Linked DNA regions of Mus musculus: all the other regions are linked to region 2. The links are chromatin contacts, called in public ChIA-PET maps. All regions are on one chromosome and are shown on one strand. Each heading gives the region's core, a stretch centred on a gene start, on an enhancer-like site or on the middle of the called end of the contact. The rest is flanking DNA. Distances are from core to core; before and after follow the strand shown.

What was found. ChIA-PET counts read pairs in DNA pulled down with a chosen protein or histone mark.
Region 1: an RNA polymerase II ChIA-PET map of memory CD8 T cells shows a contact between it and region 2, with 7 read pairs. The contact joins two enhancer-like sites. A contact is called at or near these places in 2 of 115 datasets of contacts at active chromatin or transcription factors (memory CD8 T cells and pancreatic cancer cells).
Region 3: an RNA polymerase II ChIA-PET map of memory CD8 T cells shows a contact between it and region 2, with 5 read pairs. The contact joins two enhancer-like sites. A contact is called at or near these places in 3 of 484 Hi-C or Micro-C datasets (the G1E-ER4 cell line and nephron progenitors) and 1 of 115 datasets of contacts at active chromatin or transcription factors (memory CD8 T cells).

What each region holds. Positions count from the first base shown.
Region 1 is chr2:38,317,923-38,321,760 of GRCm38.p6, reverse strand. No RefSeq gene overlaps it. Among named protein-coding and RNA genes, the nearest start is that of Gm46736, 19 kb to the left of the region's middle. Within about 2 kb of position 2,455, at least 25 of the 459 cell types and tissues checked have an H3K27ac peak or open chromatin away from gene starts, as enhancers often do. A contact at or near this core is called in memory CD8 T cells, where this site is marked.
Region 2 is chr2:38,070,029-38,073,696 of GRCm38.p6, reverse strand. All of the region lies in intron 5 of Dennd1a (DENN/MADD domain containing 1A), which reads left to right. Among named protein-coding and RNA genes, the nearest start is that of Dennd1a, 220 kb to the left of the region's middle. Within about 2 kb of position 1,671, at least 37 of the 459 cell types and tissues checked have an H3K27ac peak or open chromatin away from gene starts, as enhancers often do. A contact at or near this core is called in memory CD8 T cells, where this site is marked.
Region 3 is chr2:37,929,751-37,933,266 of GRCm38.p6, reverse strand. All of the region lies in intron 13 of Dennd1a (DENN/MADD domain containing 1A), which reads left to right. Among named protein-coding and RNA genes, the nearest start is that of Crb2, 160 kb to the right of the region's middle. Within about 2 kb of position 2,051, at least 60 of the 459 cell types and tissues checked have an H3K27ac peak or open chromatin away from gene starts, as enhancers often do. A contact at or near this core is called in memory CD8 T cells, where this site is marked.

The DNA.
Region 1 (3,838 bases), core at 1,206-3,705, 250 kb before region 2:
CCACACTCCACACACACACACACACACACTGCCACAGTCATATTGAATACAGGTTCCTGGATATGATATGCTCTTTATAAGCATCTAAGTCTTTCCACCCGTTTCTTCTTTTGTATATAGAGTGTCCTGTCTTTATTCTTGCTTGTCTAGACCCTACTGTCTTTCATGCTGATCCTCCAGCTCAGTCCTGGAAATACCTCTTGGTCTAGGCTTGCCTAAACCAAACTGGAATTACATGTCTACATGGTGTTCAGCTCAGCTCCCACCATGACACATGTCAGACTGCATCAGCGGTACCTTGCTATCTGTCTCCCTTATTAGACTAGCAGCCTCCTGTCTCAGGCTATGCCTTGCCTGCCTCACCTCTGCCTCTCTGAACTCAGGCAGGTCTTGCACTGGGCAAGTTGGGGCTGGCCAGTGGTGGTTGAGTGACTGGGTGAAAGATTAGAAAGAATCACACATGTTCTCCACTCTCTCCTCTGCCTCTCTTTTCCAGACCGTACAGCTGGCAGCAGGGGGTTAAACATGGAGATGCTCTAATGTCTCAGGAGCATGAGGACCAGGTGAAAACAAATGGTTACCAGCCTGCCTCACCACATCCGCCAGGCTCCTGCCTGTTCTTGCCACCACAGATGGTCTCCAAGCCTGTCTGGGGAAACGGCTCAGCTGAGGAAGATTCTTAGGGGCTAAGAGCTCAGAGGGTGTGGATGATTGCCCCTCCCCCCCGTGCATGTAAGAGAGAGACAGAGGCAGACAGACAGACAGACAGTCAGACAGACAGACACATACACACACATACACACACACAGAGAAAGAGAGAGAGAGAGAGAGAGAGTGAGAGAGAGAGAGAGAGAACTACATGCCTAAATGGTGCTCTGCCCCAATCACATCACTGTACATGTCAGGCTGGATTGTGGGTGCTTTGCTGTCTTTGTTATTAGACCAGGAGCCCCTGTCTCAGGCTGGACCTTCTCTGCCTCACTTCTGCTTCCCTGAGCTCATCCAGTGTATTGAGAAAGGGAAGCAAGGCAGGGAATGGGAACATGTTTTCTCTGGGAAGAGTCAATATTCTTGTTCTCTATGATGTGTGTACTTTACTGCCTGCATGTTGTACTACAAACAAAAGTTTAGTTAGAGCCAGACCTTGTGGTACAGGCCTCATTGAGAAACAAAGGCAGGAGAATCGAAAGTTCAAGACTTGCCTTGGCTATAGACAAGGACATGAATTTGGATGTCCAGCACCACATAACTGTAGGGCCTGGTGGCAGGGGCTTGTAATCTCAGTGCTGGGGAACTTGTTTTGATGGCTAGTCAGTTCAGGTTCAGTGAGGAGCCTCATCTTAGGAAGTAGGGTGGAGAGCAAAAGAGAAAGACACGGGACAGAGATACTCTGGCCTCCACACATGCACAGTAAGTGTGCGCTCCTCTGCCACACTCACATGTACACATGCATATTAAACAGCAGTAGGAATAATAATTAATAATAACACTAAGGGCTGGGGATGTAGCTCAGCACAGAACAATACTGCCTGGGGTGCATGAGGCCCCAGGTTCACCTCTTCCTCCCATATTTAAAACCAAACATCTAGGCAAAAAGGAAAGAAAACACCAATTTAAAAAAGAGGACTTGAATAAACATGTCTTCCCAAAAGATCTACAAAACACAGAAAAATAACAAATTTTCTGGTGAAACTATGGAGAAATTGGTGGAGTAGTGGTATATTTTGAGCTTGGGTTCATCCTGGGCTACATAGTGAGACCTTTGTCTCAGAAAATAAAACAGAATATGGTATTTAGTCCTTTCTATGTTTTATAAACTCAATGTTTCGAATTTTAAGAAACATCCTGTCCTAAGTATGGTACACATAAGAACTCACACGGGGGTGTTAATTCTTTCTAATTGGGAGGGGCAGAAGAAAAGGAAGGTGAGGCTGGCCACAGTTCAGCTTGACTCTCCAACCAGGGTGTGGATTAGCTTCAGGGACAAGGCAGGGCAGAACATTCCAGTTGGCTCAAGCAGGACTAAAAAGAGATAGAGATTAGAGAGACGGAAGTGCTCAGTAGAGCAGTGGGGAGGGACCATAGCACCCAAGACTGGGAATTGGGCAAACACCAAATCCCCTGTGGCCCTGCACACATGAGTTCCATCTGTCTTGCAGGCAATGTGGAGCCCTGGGTTCTAGCAGGGGAAGGATTGGGTCAGATGACCACTCTAGGGAGGCTCAGGTGAGTGAGATGCCACCCTTCCAAGCCATGTTGCTGAAATCGGAGCGATTCTGCCTGCAGCCTCCCCCAATCCACCCAGACCACACATGGAAATGAGATTGCTTTGGCACAGTTTGCCTGGCACCACTCAACTTCTAGAGAAATGTATCTGTAAGAATCGATCATGTTGTGGCAGGAAACCAACGAGGAAGCAGGCAAGTGTGGCTTTGAGGAGTCGGTAAACAAGCTTCTGTGGGCAACCTCCAACCACGATTTCCATTGCTGCCCCATGGCTTCCGGAGTGGGCCCGGCAGCCAGGCCTGGCCGAGGAAGGGCTCGTGGCTCAGCTGCTCTTGGTCCCGACTCCATGAAGGCTGTCACACGCTTTCGGCACCCATGTGCAGCCCAAACACACTGTTCACTTCTCAAGTTGGTTTCAGACTTTGCTCTTTTTATTCCTGTTTTTCATTTAGAATTTTTTTTTTGGCTGGTTCAAGTTCGAAAGGCAATTTCAACACTGAGATTGAAGGCAGCAAACAGAGCCTGCAAAAGAGCAGTGGGTGTATGCTTGCTGGTGTTGGTTTTAGGGAGGCACATCCATGCATTTAGTTTATCAGCTAGTCCTTGGTTTATGGGAATTGAATTTTTAGGACGTCTGCTCACTCGGGTCAACTCCTTGCTCGCTCTGGCCCAAAGATTTATTTATTATTATATATAAGTACACTGTAGCTGACTTCAGACACACCAGAAGAGGGCATCAGATCTTATTACGGGTGGTCTTGAGCCACCATGTAGTTGCTGGGATTTGAACTCATGACCTTCGGAACAGCAGTCAGTGCTCTTATCCACTAGAGCCATCTCGCCAGCCCCCTTCACTTCTGTTATACCTTCAATGTGACACAAGATAGGTATTCAATAAGTAAAACCTGGACCAAAATGATTGTCATAAAGATCACCTGAAATGTTGTGTAGAAAAGAGCTTTTGAAATGCTCAGTGTGAGTGTGGAAATATATGCTGTTCTTATTTATTGTTATTTAAATAAAGTTAATGTATAATACCAATAAAGTCAACCATATTTAAATAGTGATAACACCAGGGCTTGGATTTTGTCTGTATCTCCAGGTTTCTCCTCCTTCCAGGGCCTGCTTTGCCATCAGGAAATACTTTCTGAAGATTAATCGAGAAGGTCTGGTTTGGGGTTGGGGAATATGGGACCTGCCTGCCAGGCTGAGGTGGGGCAGTTTAATTGTCCCTTTTGTGTCAAGTGTCCAAGGGTCATTCACCATCCAAAAGTCTCCCCTGGGCTACCTTGGCCTATAAAACCTAGGTAATGCTGTGTACCCAGCTCACTTAGGTGTTGTGAAGATTAATTATGGCTTGTAAAGGGCTTTGAAGATGAAAAGTCCTTGTTATGAAAATAAATGGCTTCAGACACAAGCTTTCTTCAAGCCTTTAGTGCCTTCTATCCAAGGACCCTGGGTGAGTTCAGAGGTGAGGGTAGCCTCACCCCCACCCTCACAAGAAGCAAAACTTAGACACAGGCTTCTTCTGAAGATGCAGTGCCTCATTGCTGCTTGTTTTCATTTTGAACTCCTGATGGATTTTCTAGCTAGGTGAATTAAGCTGGTTCAA
Region 2 (3,668 bases), core at 422-2,921:
AAGTTTTCCTGTGTAACCATTTCAAATTTTAGAATTTTTGAATTTATTTATTTTAATTTTATGTGTGTAGATGTTTTGTCTGCATGCATATTTGTGTAGCACGTTTGTAGTGCCCACAGAAGCCAGAAAAAGAAGACATCAGATCCCCAGATCTGGAGTTACATACAAATGGTTGTCAGCCACCATGTGAGGCTGAGAACTGAACTTGGGTCTCTGGAAGAATAGCCAGTGCTCTTACCTGCTGAGCCAGCTCTGCAGCCCCTTCTTTTTATAACTGTTGACAACTTCTGTTGGTGGGGTAGGGAGCCTCCCATGTTCATGGGATCACACTCATGAGAGATCTTGGATGCCTATGCTTCTTCCTTCATAGAATTTGCTCAGTCATGACACTTGATGACTTGCAGGTCTGACTCCCCACTAGACACTGAGACTGGAGATTGTGTTTGATTTACCCACTTCCTTCAAAGGGTCTTACTACCAATACATGTTTGGTGACCAAATGAGTCATAGAAGTCTAAGACCTGTAGATGGCAGAGAAGTTATCAAACTGTGCAGAAGACTGAGATGAACAGATATCATTTCAAATCCTGGTTAGGACAAGGCTATGCAGATTCAATACAGAAGTAATTTTGAGCTTCAGGGCAGTTCTAGTCATTGAAGGAGACCCTTCAGTTCTTTCTCCTAGGAAGAGAACTTTCCTCCTTTTTTTACTTGGTGGGAGAAAGAGCAAGAATAGGAAGGAGATAGAGTAGTGTTAGAGAGCTGCCCCTCACTTGGGACAGTTGACTGTGAGCTTGTTTGGGTGTCCTTTAGATTCTGAGGATATGTTGCTTCAGGGAAGTCACTTATATTATCTGTGTTTATATTCCTTCTACAAAATGAGAACCAAACAATTTTGAGTAACTGGCTGACTCAGGGTTGGGTCTTAGCTAATTAGTTTAGTTAAGTACAATATATGTTATTTCTTCACTTAGAAAAGCATAAGGAAGCATTTGTAGTGTTAGCTTGCAAAAGTCATTCATTCCTTAATTCTGTTAATGTATGTGTGCTCACATCTTAAAACTTTTTTCTTTGCTTTTATTCTGTCTTTGAAATAAAATCTTTATCTTATGTTAAGTGCATAAATATTAATTTAGAAATTCCCCATTAGCTCAGCCTACTCTTCCTTTTAAATCTTAAAGAATATCCATATACTTGCAGCACTGAGCATTTTACAAGCATTTAAAAGCTGTTGCAAATATGGCTGGGCACCATTCTTTCTCCTGAGGGAGCAGCTAGGCATCACTACCCTAATAATCAAAGCAGAAGCTACCTATTTTTCAGTGCTTGATATATTCCTTGAACTGTAGCAGGTACTTTTGTGGTACTTTGCTTAACTTGTTCCAAACCTCCACCCTGTCAGGTAAACAGGAAGTCTGTCCTTTTGCAAAGGGAAGTGACTCTGGGGAAACCACCATTACCATACACACACAGGACTTCCACTGCTGTGCTGGTCTTAAGCCTTGTAGTCTCCCTAGTTCCAGACATGTACACCTTCTGTTCTGTCCTTTATCTGATCTCTCTTCTGCTCTCAGTTTAGAGTCCAGCCTGGAAGGTTCCTTAGAAGTGGACCCCCCACCCCCACCCTTTATACCCAAGATTCCTCCTTCTACTGCCATCTTCCCTCTCCAAAACCATCATATGGAGCAACATCCTCACCCACCCCACCAACCCCCATCCTGCACACACCCTAAGTGAGCCATTTGTAGCTTTTTGGATCTTTGTTATATCTTGTTCCCTCTAGATGGAAGTAACTTCTCATTCATCTAGCTTGCTTTGCAGATTTGGCTTCTCTCTCTTCCCTCAGGAAAAAAAGTGTCAGGGTTTACTGCAGACATCTCTACCAACCCTAAGGAAAGTCACTGAAAAACTTAGATATCAACTTCTGTTCTAGAGCTACAACTGATAGGAGCTGTTCAGGGAAAGAGCAGTAGGCTTGGGCATGCGCGATTATTAGAGCATCAGTTGCCATTTTTTTTCCATTTTTTATTAGGTATTTAGCTCATTTACATTTCCAATGCTATACCAAAAGTTCCCCATACCCACCCACCCCCACTCCCCTACCCACCCACTCCCCCTTTTTGGCCCTGGCGTTCCCCTGTACTGGGGCATATAAAGTTGGCGTGTCCAATGGGCCTCTCTTTCCAGTGATGGCCGACTAGGCCATCTTTTGATACATATGCAGCTAGAGTCAAGAGCTCCGGGGTACTGGTTAGTTCATAATGTTGTTCCACCTATAGTTGCAGATCCCTTTAGCTCCTTGGGTACTTTCTCTAGCTCCTCCATTGGGAGCCCTGTGATCCATCCATTAGCTGACTGTGAGCATCCACTTCTGTGTTTGCTAGGCCCCGGCATAGTCTCACAAGAGACAGCTACATCTGGGTCCTTTCGATAAAATCTTGCTAGTGTATGCAATGGTGTCAGCGTTTGGATGCTGATTATAGGGTGGATCCCTGGATATGGCAGTCTCTACATGGTCCATCCTTTCATCTCAGCTCCAAACTTTGTCTCTGTAACTCCTTCCATAGGTGTTTTGTTCCCACTTCTAAGGAGGGGCATAGTGTCCACACTTCAGTCTTCATTTTTCTTGAGTTTCATGTGTTTAGGAAATTGTATCTTATATCTAGAAGATGCCCCAACTGGTAAGAAGGACACATGCTCCACTATGTTCATAGCAGCCTTATTTATAATAGCCAGAAGCTGGAAAGAACCCAGATGCCCCTCAACAGAGGAATGGATACAGAAAATGTGGTACATCTACACAATGGAGTACTACTCAGCTATTAAAAAGAATCAGTTGCCATTTTATCTGGGGGCTTGTTTGGGAACTGGGTCATCACAGAAGTGAAGATACGTAATGAAGCAGGAAAACAGGCTTCCACTTTGCTCCCTTACAGCCTGCCTCCCCAACTCCAAGAAGAACACCAGTAGTTGGAAGCCTAGAGGAGTTTGTTTCAAGGAGGCTTTCTTTAAATTAATATAGTAATAAATAAAAACTGTTTGTTTATTGGTATTAGATTTTGAGTCCAGGGCATCTACCAGTGACCTTCACTGCCATCCAAAAAGTGATATGTATTTGTTCTAGGACACTGGGATAATATGAGAAAAAATTATACATAATACAGAGCCTGCTTTATATCTAAATATATTATTATTATTTTGTGTACTAAATACTTTTCTAGACAGAAATCTCATAACTCATTATAACCATTATTATTGTACACTTAGGATGCTTTCAATTGTGAGTAGCATGAGAAAAGGCTTTCCTTTTTAACTTTTAAAATACCATGTGCTCGGGACACAAACCATAGAAGATCTAGGGAAAAATGTGGGATAAAGAAAAGGTTTTCTATAGTTCATAGCCTTGAAATGAACACTAATAGTGTTTTATTTTGTCTTTCTGAGAGTGTGCATGCCTGTGTATAGTAAAGTGAGCATGGCTGTCTCCTCCTCCTCTTCTCCTTCCTCCTCCCCCTCTTCCTCTTCCTCCTCCTCTTCCTTCTCCTTCTATCTTTTCTTTTTCTATCTTATTTTATAGGTATTTTCTCACATGACTACAAAACAAGCCAAAACATAATTTCATGTTGCCTGGATTAAATACAATTTATTTAAATCTTCTCTTAGCATAT
Region 3 (3,516 bases), core at 802-3,301, 140 kb after region 2:
CCAATTTCATTCATCCCTCCATTCCTCCATATCTGCCCTTTGCCCTTGCAACCTCCCTATCTAAAGAAAAAAACAAAAACAAAAAACCAAAACAACATCTTGCAGTGGAAGCTGCTATGTATCTCACAGTATATACCCTTTTACCAACACTTCTTTGCTTGCAAATGATCTTTGCAATGAGCCATTGGTCTGGTTTGAGGTCTCTGACTTCTGCCACACTGTCAATACTGGATCCTTACTGAGACGCCTCTTAGTTAATGCCCTGTGTCATGGACATCCTTCAGCTTTGGTTCTGTAGGACTGACCCCTTCACCAGCTCCAGCACTTCATAGATGGAGTAGATGTTGGGGTAGATCTGGGCCTGGGTGGTAGCTGAATTGGTCAGCCTGCCAGCGCTCCTGCACCCATACCACTAGGGCCTGCTCTCCTGCTCCCATGCTTTCCAGGTACAGCTCACTGCACCATCTACCAGGGCCAGCTCTACTGTGCTGCCCAGGCAAGGTGTGGGGCTCACTCTTCCGAGTGCTGTAGCCCATGAGAGGTAGGACCAGCTCTCCCACAGTGCCCAGTTGAGGGGCAGGGCCAGCTCTATTCAACACTCAGAATCAACACTCAGGATCCAAGAACATTTCAAGCTTTGGTGCTGAGGGGAGGAAGAAATGGGTGGCCATGTGCAGAGCAGTTGCAGAGAGACTGAGAGCAGAGAGCGCCTGCAGAAAGGAGGGCCCTGAGCAACCTGGAAGTCACTGCCCAACCCTCTGCCACACTTGCCATTACTACTTGTGCTGTGTTGCTGTCCAAATGGCTATGGTATCTTCCCACCCAGACTAGTGCTGTGCTGTGGTAGGAAACTGGTGACCTCAGAGTAACCACTTGCATTGCTCTGAAAGCATGAGCTGCTGCTGTCTGCTCTGCTCCTTGGCAGCTGTGACTTAGGACTCCTTCAGACCTCTGAGCCTCAGTTTCTTTCCATGTGGAGCCTGATCCTTGCAGGATTGTAGTGAAACTTGGATAAGCCTAGTCCAGGGCCTGCCTGCCAGCCCTTGGACAGCAGCTTGTCTCCTGTTCTTGCTAGGATTCCTTTCCAGCCAGAAGTATTTGGGATGCAGCTCCTGTAGGGCCAGTTGATCCTTGCCTGCCTATGTAGAAGCCTGGCCTAAAAGGGTCCTGCCTATGACTTAGAGCTCACTTGAGAGCCTTTGTAGGTTTTTTATTTGTTTATTTTGTTTTGCTTATGTTTTTCCCTTACTGGAAACATTCAGAGTGCCTTTGAGCTTTGTTTTACCCGTGTCCAAAGGAAAGGGAAGGGCCATCTTGCTGAGGCTTCTCTATACTGAGCCTAGCCTGGTCTAGGTGGGTCTTTTCAGGGCCAGATGTTTCAAAGGGACTTCCTGTAGTCAGAAAGTGAAAGTGAGGAATAACTGTCTACCCCTCCTCAGTGGCTCCCACAAATCAGTCATAGTTCACCTTCAAGTGGCTTCCCAGCCACGATCTTTCCTGTTTACCTGACCTTTGTCTTGTCCATTTACAGATGGGGCAGAGGCTCTACTTGGCAATGACTTCCCAGAATGTAGGAGAGCCAGGAGGAGACTCCAAGACAAGGTTCCTCCCACTGCACTCTCCTGCCTGTCTTCTAGTTCTCACAAGTTTCATCCTAGGCAGGCCATGGCACAGAGTGTAGGTGTTAGCCAGTGTATTTTGGACTAATGGACAGAGAATGGATAGGGGAGTGCGGGAGGCACAGGTTAGCCCCAGGCCTGTGTTCCGTGTGCATGCATTGCTCCTTATCCTGTCTGGAGTCTCTGGAAATAGCTTTTTCCTGGAAGAGAGGAGGTGTCTGCAAATCACAGGGGTATGTGACCCACTTTTCAGTTACCTGGAAAAAATCAGTGGCAAAGCCTAGGGCATTTAACAGTGTTGCCCAAGCCAACTTGTTCTTCCCACTTAAATGACAGAACCACAAGCAGCCAGGAAGCCCCATTCGGAGAACCTCTTTATCCATGTCAAGCACAGCACAGGCTCCAGCTCATTTATTTAGGCCTTTCTTGCTCTCTGACACGCCTCCTGGTAGTTGCCAGGCAACTCTGGGAGCAGCAGTGTGTGTTGGGGATTAACTAGTTAGGGCTGGGGTCCTTTTTGGCAAGAAGGGGATAAAAGACAAATGATTTTAATTGCTAGGCCAAGGATCCATTATCTGCTTGGTAGAAGAATACAACTTTCACAGGATGTGGATAGTAGTGTGATTCTTGAGTTTGCCTTGAGTCCCCTTTTCTCTCCTAGGGAGAAGGCATGCTTTTTAAAAAGAATATTCTACCTTGCTCCTTTGTTCAAAATGATATCATCAGGAAATCTGAGCAAGACTGATCCACCCCCTTTGAAATGCACTGGCCTGTTTTGACGAACTCTTGAAGATAGTTTAAGCTTTCATTTGATCCTTCTATGCAGTCTCTTAACTCCTCCTCTACATGGAGTCACCTTGAGGCAGTGCATATGAGGATACATCTCCTGTATCTGGCCATATGGGTCCTGGAAATGTCTACTCAAAGAGCACATTTGCTTGGTACCTAGGGAAGTGGCCTGTTCTGTGTATTGGCTGTGGAAACACGGCTTGGTGAAACATTACGGGTACTCTTATTTAGTTAGCCAGTGTGGCTCTCTCAGGGCCAACCCACTGGCCAGCCTTCCCTGTGGTGACAGGAGCCTAGACCCTGCCCTTAGTGCTGGAGTGAATGCTATAAACAAGCTGTATGAACACTCAGCATCCATCTCAGTCAGTCCATTCTAGATGCTGATAAAGAACACTCATGTCGTTCACCTTATATCCCTTGATTTTATACATGGTTTTTGCTGAGTCATATTTATCCACCTAAAACCCCTCAAAGGCATAGAAGTTAAGATAAAGGCAGATTGATAGCTTGGTTTTCAAGCATGAATGCACCAGACTGTGTTGTACCAGGTCAGAACTGTACCACAGGTTTCAGAATTCTGCTTAAGTAACATTGCCCATCTCCTGAGCTGGCAGAGAGAAACCTGTGTTTATGTTTACTTTTGGAGAGATGAAAAATAAGAAATACTCGTAAATAAAGAAATTAAGGCATCACCACAACTCCACCAAACGTGTTTGTGTGTGTATGTGTATATGCAATTTATGAATGCATTGCATCTGCTTGTTTCCCATGATACAAAGGGTATCCAGAGCTCAACAGATTAACGAATAAAGTCTGTTTGTCCCACACTGAATGTGGCATCTTATACATTTTACACTGTATGTCACTGAGTAAGCCACAGCCATTGTTGCCCTGGCCATACTCCCCTGCTGGGCTGTTAAGTTGTTCTTACCTTTCAATATTTTAGGTAATAATCTACCAACATTTCAGTTAATAAAACTTTGAGATGCTCTTACTCCTAAGCTTTCTGGGTAAAAGAAATTCAGGTGTGTGCAGGAGCCTGACTCTAGGGGCCTATTTGTTCCACTGTGGGGAAAGGCCATTTTCAGCTCACTCATATGAGAGAAGC